Regions from separate parts of the Gossypium hirsutum genome. Here all the other regions are linked to region 3. The links are chromatin contacts, called in public Hi-C maps. All regions are on one chromosome and are shown on one strand. Each heading gives the region's core, a stretch centred on a gene start, on an enhancer-like site or on the middle of the called end of the contact. The rest is flanking DNA. Distances are from core to core; before and after follow the strand shown.

What was found. A called contact is a pair of places that touch in the nucleus more often than the background predicts.
Region 1: a Hi-C map of leaf shows a contact between it and region 3, with 3 times the contacts expected there. The contact joins the enhancer-like site here to the promoter of LOC107896697 in region 3. A contact is called at or near these places in 4 of 34 Hi-C or Micro-C datasets (leaf and seedling).
Region 2: a Hi-C map of leaf shows a contact between it and region 3, with 2.7 times the contacts expected there. The contact joins the promoter of LOC107925400 here to the promoter of LOC107896697 in region 3. A contact is called at or near these places in 7 of 34 Hi-C or Micro-C datasets (anther, fibers, leaf and 1 more).

What each region holds. Positions count from the first base shown.
Region 1 is chrA10:96,807,096-96,809,795 of Gossypium_hirsutum_v2.1, forward strand. No RefSeq gene overlaps it. Among protein-coding and RNA genes, the nearest start is that of LOC107895516, 24 kb to the right of the region's middle. Within about 2 kb of position 1,361, at least 1 of the 9 cell types and tissues checked has an H3K27ac peak or open chromatin away from gene starts, as enhancers often do. A contact at or near this core is called in leaf, where this site is marked.
Region 2 is chrA10:97,187,422-97,190,121 of Gossypium_hirsutum_v2.1, forward strand. It overlaps LOC107925400 (FCS-Like Zinc finger 15), which reads right to left and starts at 1,400. Exons shown (of 2, transcript XM_016856061.2): 1 at 981-1,400; 2 at 550-883. The coding sequence starts at 1,231. The coding sequence ends at 715.
Region 3 is chrA10:96,947,743-96,950,442 of Gossypium_hirsutum_v2.1, forward strand. It overlaps LOC107896697 (peroxisomal fatty acid beta-oxidation multifunctional protein MFP2), which reads right to left and starts at 1,388. Exons shown (of 18, transcript XM_016821928.2): 1 at 891-1,388; 2 at 59-130. The coding sequence starts at 993.

The DNA of each region.
Region 1 (2,700 bases), core at 111-2,610, 140 kb before region 3:
CTTATTTTTTTATATTTTATGGTTATTTCTCTAATTATAAATTTTTTAATTTTATTTTATCAAACCCTCCAACCGAGAGTGCAATAGCATATAAAATGGCCTAATTTTCATTTTGAACTATGGTTTACTTACCACTATAGTCCTTTAGCAATTAAAAATCTATAGAGATTAACTTTTCCCATTTTTACAATTTAGTCATCGTACCTTAATTAACTATCCGATTGACAAAATTAAAAGACCAAAATTTAATTAAACTTTATATTAACCTCATAAATATTAAATAATAATATTTACAGACTCAATCATCGAAAATGAGGTTCCAAAATTGCATTTTTTAATACAGCTAATTTTAGGATCATTACACTTGTACCTTAACTAACTATCAACTAAACAAAATTACTAGACCAAATTTTAATATATTTCTATGCTAGTCTCATAAATATTAAATATCAATATTCACAACCAGTAGGGAAAAGTGGTGCTCGTCACCCATAGAGCAATTTGTGAATTCTATAATGTTCTATACTATGATTCAAATTTTGTCGAAAATACTAATTTAACATACTTTAAGGAAATAGATATGAAAAATGTAGTAAATTATTTAACCAAAGGTAAGTGTGAATGGAAGCACCGACCAGGCACTAATGTCCCAACACCATTTAATCAAGCAATTATGTTTCCTATAGCAAAGATGTGGATACAATTTCTGTGTACTCGAATTACACCTGCTTTAAATGTGTCTGACGTCAATACTTTTTGTGCTGTGTTGTTATATGCAATTTTGCAGAAAAAACATGTTTGTATCGGTACATGGATCTACGAGAACATGAAATACTATATTAATGGCCAAAAAGTTGGGGTTTTTTTCCCTCACTTAGTAACAACATTATGCAAGAAGGCGGGAGTTCCAACTACAACAACTGAACAGTTTATGAATCTGACCAAGAGTCTAATTAAGGACTCAATATAAACTAAATATACTAAGCTTCAAAGGAAGCAGATTGAATACACCAAAAGAGAATATGGATATCCCAACATTGTTGAAAATAAGAAAACTACAAAAGCTCAGGAAGGCCAAGAGCTGAGCAACATCTCAGACTTAGAGTAGGTGATATGGTGGATGCAGGAGATGGGGTCGGTTGGACAGTAATTTGCAAGGCAAAATGGTAAGGGAATACCAAATACGACGCAATGCAATCTCACCTTGAGAAGAACGACAATGATGAGGAAGAGAATGAAAATGAGGAAGAAGAGGTGGATGACATGGAGCATGATTTCCTAAATGATTATGACTATGAGGAGACATTCCAACCGAAGAGGCCCTCGAACATAGGCTCAGTCATTCGAAGCCCAACATGACAAGCCCACTCATCGTGTGGAGGCTCATCTTGATCACATGTATCGGGCAAAGGGAAAGCTCCAATAGAGAGGTGACAACCACCAAATTTTGATAATTAAACTCATTTGTTCTTTTATTTTGGAAGACTGTAAACAATTAACTTAGATGATTTTAAACTTTTGCTTTAGATTAGGAATAGGTAAATAATTATTATTATATATATAGATGTTAACATAAGATTTCTATGCAGGAACCCTATATGAGGATAGCACTACAATTAGGAGCTTAAAAAAAAGTAAGAGAGGAGAAACCCAAAATACGACTGGAGCAACTTCAATAAAAAGCGAGTAACTTCCTTCTTTTATACATTAGGGTTGCACATTAGGAACAATATGCTACCTAAAGTGTGGGGGATAACATAGGAAATTTACGCTCTTATTTTTATTTTTATTTTTATTTTTCTACTTTATTTTAATTAATATTTATTGTCTAATGTGTGCTTAAGCTAGTAGAAATACAAGTGATTAGTTAGGAGCGTGTATATAGGTTGGTTGTATTTGCTGTAAATTTGATATGAAGTAGGTGATTTTAAATTATTAATTGTTAGACTAATTAGTTTTATATATTACACTATAAATATACATTAAGTAATTGAGTGTACCAAATGATAGGGGAAAATACAGGGAAACAAACATGCTAGTATGGACAATAGATGATTGAAGTACCTAGGGTTGACCTAAGGCATTTTTTGGTGTAAATATAAAGCCAAAAAGCTAACCTTATTTATCATTCTTTAGTACCTGTATTTGAGCCAGAAATTATTTCTTGTGGAAAACCTTCATACAAAACACTGAGCCAAAACATAAATTGTACTTATCTTTTTTTCCTTGGTCCTTGAAATGCATGAACTTAGACGTTCGACCATACATATTGAGGGATAGGTAGATACATAAAGGTGGTTTTGAAAAATCAAAGTGAAATAGGAAGAAAAAATATGATATAATAATTATAGGTTAGACAAAAGTGTGCAAAAATGAAAAATTCAAAAAAAAAGGTAAAATGAGAAGAAAAAGTACAAAAAGAAACAAAAGCATTATGAGTGAGAAAAAAGTAAAAAGTAAAGTGACAAAAAACAATACGTCAAAAAGTTAGAAAAACACAGTCATTAGTGCACCAAAACTCGTTAAGTTGGCCATAATTGCTACTATTACATTGTATCTTCCTACATGGAGAGATAACGAAGGTGAGAGAAAGAGATAAAAAGTTGTAAACGAGAAGAGGATATTTAAGGAGGTGAATAGGGTACAATACGATGTGCCAAATTAATTTCCTGTTTGAACCATTTTGAAGTGCCCTATTCT
Region 2 (2,700 bases), core at 150-2,649, 240 kb after region 3:
TTCTTCTTGTTGTGAAAATGGTATTTAATTATAAACACTAACTAAATGATCCCAAAAAAAAATATGGACAAGTGAAAGAAATAAAGAAAAAGAAAATTAATGATCCTTAATGGCAAGTAGTAATTTGTTTATTCTTTATAGATTACTAATTCTTCATTCCCTCCAGAATAATACCAGTAAAATGCAGTCCAGATAAAACAATATTTTCAATTACTATGAAATGTTTTGTCGTTTTGAAACACAACAAACCTGCAATAAAATCATAAAACTCTTTGGAATTTTACTAATTTTATTTTATTTTATTAAAAAATGCCAAATTTAAACATAGTTAAATCAATTGATTTATGTAGTTGTAATTTTAAAATATAATAGAATCCATGTATTTTTATTAAAAAAATGAATCAAACTGTAAAATACCATGAATGGTCTCCATTATTGTTTTGTTTTTTTTAATATTTATTTTAGTTATCCTAAATGTTAAATGAGAAGGGAATAAAGCAAAACCATGGGCTCCTCTACCAATCCCATATATGTTCAAGGCAAAAATAGTTAAAAGACAAGGAAAAGCTCTTTTGGCTTCATTCCAGCATGCAAAACGACAGCGCATGGCACCGTCATTACAAAATTAGCCAAGCCTACACTGGAAAAATACAATTGAAATTAACCAAAATGAAAAAAAAAAGTTTTCCAGTTCTTGGCAGCTGCATAGGTTTCTCAATAAGCTTTGCGATGATGGCGAGAGCCTGAAGAAGAAGAAGGTGAAGGTGTTGAAGGTTTAATTTTCATGGAAGCCAAACAGCAATTTTCTTTCTTCAAACTCTCTTCTTCATCCATGAAAATTTGCCTGCACCTACACTCCACGCTACAAAAACCCCTATCCCCCCTACCAACAATCACAACAACAACAAAAGAAAAACCATGAATCAATCATACAGAAAGAAACAGTCGACAAAAAAAGAAAAAGGAAAAAAAAAACATACTTGTACATGTAGATGTCTTTTCCAGGCAAAAGTTTTTGTTTGCAAAGGAAGCATTGTTCAAGAAAGGAAGGAACCATGTGAGAAGTGGTGGTAGGAGGAGACAACCTAGAAGAGCTCGAAGAAGATGAAGAAACTTTGCTGCTGGTGTTGATTAACATGGTTGTTTTGCTAATAAGTTGCGGGGTTTTTTTACTGAATATGTTATGGTTACCACTCTTTTGATTCTCCAAAACTACACTCAGTCCCACCATCTTTTCATTCCTTTTTGGGAGAGTGATGTGGTTTGTTTGGATGAGAGAAAAATATAAATCGAAAGAAGGGAGTTATAAAGAGCGGAGGGAAGAGGAGGGGGTTGATACAGCAGTAGCAGTAAGAAAGGACGATTTGTGTAGCCAAGGATTTGACTTTGTACTGCTTATTCTTTTAACTGCCACGCATCCCACTTATTATCCCTTTCATTTCAAGTTTCTTTTCTTTTCTTTCTTTCTCATTATCCATTTTTTTAACCTTTTCTTTATTTTACTTAATTCCATTGCACATTATGAGTTAATTTTGGGTGCAGCATCCTCTGTTGTAGACATCCAGTTGAAATGTTAATGAAAAATAATCATTTTTATATAATAAACAGGTGAAAGTAGAATTCTTTTGGAGGAGAAGAAATTAAATTTTATATTTTTAAGATAGTTAAAATATAATTTTATTATTGTATTCAAGTCTTGAAAATGATTAAATTAAAATTTCATTATTTTAGAGGGTTAAACTATAATTTTGCTATTATTAAGTTATACCTTTATAAATTTTGAAGGGGCTAAAATAAAAACTAGGACCCTTACCTCCTGCCCCTTTCTTCACTTTAACAATAAATGTTAACTTTATTACAATTTGATTCTTTCTATTAATTCACGATTAAATTGATTAATTTAATATGATAGAGACACTAAGCCTTATTTTATTCAATTCCTATAATAGAGGGACTTTGCGAGTACTTTCACCATTAAATTTTAATTTACTCTATCAACTTCAAAATCTTTTTATTGAACCCCAATTTACAGTATAGTTCAAATTAAGTGTTTCCATCAATCTAGTCATTAATTTGGTTGTTAAATATTAACTTGTATTTCATATTCAAATAGATATTTATTAATCCAAATGAGTTTTTTTTTATTATTAAAAAAAACTCATGTCAAAGGACTTAATTGAAAGGATATTTTAATTTGAAAGTTCAATTAAAATATTTTAAAATTAAAAAAATTGACTCAAATTAGAATTCCAAAAATGAACTAACTACAATTATGATTTGTTTTAGAGTGACATAGGGTGGTAAAGCAAATAGTTTTGTCACGATTATTACTACTTGGATTTTTTAAAAGGAGAATAAATCACAATAAATAAAAAAAGGCATATGTTATTCAAATAAGAGCCGACGAATGTACTTTTACTTAGCTGATCTCTGCCCTTCCTTTTGTCTCGATTCATGCTTCTTCTGATTTTTGGGGGTACGTGGTCTTACTTAAGGCTTTGGCAGCTATTTGAAAACCCTATACAAAGACGTGGTGTACGAACCAGTGTGTTTGCTTTAATGCCAAACCTCCCTTCAATTAATTGTTTTACACCAATGTATTGGAATCCAATCCTCTCCAAAGTTGGTCAATACTACAACCTTGACACCATTTTAGATTCATCACAACACTTTATTCTTTGGTTCTTATTATTGTTTTGT
Region 3 (2,700 bases), core at 138-2,637:
GACAATATCTATACACATCTTTTCCTTTAATTTTAAGGAGTGATCTCTTTGAACTTACCTGTAACAACAATGGCTTTCACATCGTCTCTTTGTAAGGCCTTGTCGTAACTCTCTTTTAAGCTATACAACACTGTAAGGAGGACACACAAAGCCAAGGGAGATCAATTGCATATCTTCTCACATATACAAAATCATTAAAATGTAATTGTGGGGGAAGAATGATGACTATTGTTTTCATGTAACCATATAACCTAATTTGGGCAATATACCAAGCAAAAAAAAGAACAATGAAATTATAGATCCAAATTTGCCTTCGAACCCCAATTATGCTTCACAATTTTCTTTTAAAATCTAACACTCTTTTTCTCTATTACGGAATACAAGTATATAATCTGGAGTTTTTCTACAGCTTTATCTATTGCTATATAATTCAATCAATAAAAGAACCATATTTTGAGTAGCATAAAGTGAATTACTTGCAAACCGACCAACACAGAACCATGTAAGAGAATTGTAGGTCAACATTAATGGTTCAAATATAAGCCCTATTTTGAGTAGCATAAAGTGAATTACTTGCAAACCGACCAACACAGAACCATGTAAGAGAATTGTAGGTCAACATTAATGGTTCAAGTATAAGCCCTCTAAATTCCAATCTTTGCAAGAAAAATGAATATCAAGTTGATAAATACATCTGTTTTCCTCTGCAGCTAAATAAAACCCAATACAATTCTTTTGCTAACGAACCCCAAAAAGATCAAAACTTTATAAAGCAATTTGCATAGAAAAAGTGTGGGTCATAAATAACAAAGAAATCCCAAATTCCATAACTCAAAATCAATAGGCAAAAAGGAAAGATAAAGAAAGAAGAAAATGAAAAGAGGGGGTACCATCAGGAGAAAGAGAATTGACAGGAGGATTGATGATGGTGATAACAGCAACTCCATCAACTCCAACTTCAAGGGTTGTTCTTCCATTGTTCTTGCTCCCCATTATCACTCTTTGCTTAGGCTATAATCTCTTGCTTTATTTATTTTTAATCAAAATTTGGAGTCGAACAATGGGTATTAATTAATAGTAAAAATTATAAAAGGAGTTAGTTGGGTCGACGATTTTATTTAAGGAGGTGTCGTGTAAGAAGGCGGAGGAGGGAGTGACGTTTGAAGAAAAGAGTGTACGGAGAAACCCAAGTTAGTAGGCTTTAATCAACAGCTGCTCCAAATCTTTGAACTGCTTCGTTGGTCTCAAAGTTGCTTGGTTGAGTTCCAACGCCAACGCCAACGCCAACGCCAACGCCTGCATGGCTGTCCTCATCCAACCATATTTGTTTGCTGTTCCACTCTCATTTTATATATTTATTGAGCACAACTATAATCAGAGTTAATTTATGTTTATTGATAGCACAACCCTCTAATTCTCATAAATGAAATTGAAAAATGGTAATACATCTCACTGAGTTAAACTTTTTTACTACATTACTTGCTATGCATCACAAATCAAATTAAGAGAATAACAGGTAAAACATTAACTGCCCCTGTATAAAAACGAAAATATTGTCTTTTAGATACAATTTTCTTGAAGTTTAGTGAAAGTTAATTCTTTGAGAATTAATTTGGATGGAAAATACATTTAATTACAGTTTATGTAAAAATAGTAGTGGCGATGAAATTAAACACTGTACCAATACTATAGCGTGATATAAAAAGTAAGCTAAACACATCATACGCTAAACACATCATACTATACCTTATCGTCTATCTAAATCCATTCAAATTCATGGTGAATTTAATTCACTAACATATTAAATATAAAATGTATTAATATTATATTTATATTCAATTTTACTCTATTCATGAATAATTTCATTTTGCGACTAAGTGTCACATGGGTAGCTTGGGCGAGGTGTCAATTTTCTATCGGCTATCTTTAGGGTAAGATATTAAAATGCAAAGTAGGGGAAATTAGGCTGAGAGAGATAAGACGAAGAAAACAAAGTTGGATTATGATAATTCCAAAGTATTAAAACCCTTGGTCTTGGTCGCTTTCGTTATCGAACCCACTTTACCTTTTTTTTTCAAAAAGATAATTTCATTTATATATAAAATATTACCATCAAAGGAAAGGAGTGGAGAAAACTCAAATATGTTAGAAATAAATTGTAAACAAAAATTGTATAAAATAAAGGGGGTTTTATGTCCTTGATATATTATTTTAATAAATTTTTTATCTTGAATTTTGGACTTTAAATTTTGAACTTTAAATTTTAAACTTTGTATCTTGGTTATTGAAACTCTAGACTCAAGTCTAAAATTTAGAGTTCAGAGTTAAAAGTTCAAGGTCTAGAATTTTAGGGTCCAAGATTTAGAATTTAAGATTCAAGATTTAAATTAAAAAATTATTAAAATAATATGTTAATTACATAAAAAAAGATATTGAAATGACATTAAATAATTAGTAAAAGATATAAAATGATATAACATCTCTATTTTATATAATTTTTCCTTAAAAATGACGTAATGTCTCTATTTCGTATAATTCTTTTTAGAATATCTTAGAAAATAATATAAAAAGAACGTTAAACATAATGGATACAAAGCTATATTAACTAGTAAGATGGATCTCTTAAATTGCCGCTTTAAATTCAACACTCATCATCTTGTCTTTCCCAAATAACTTAATGTTAAATCTTTTAAATTATAT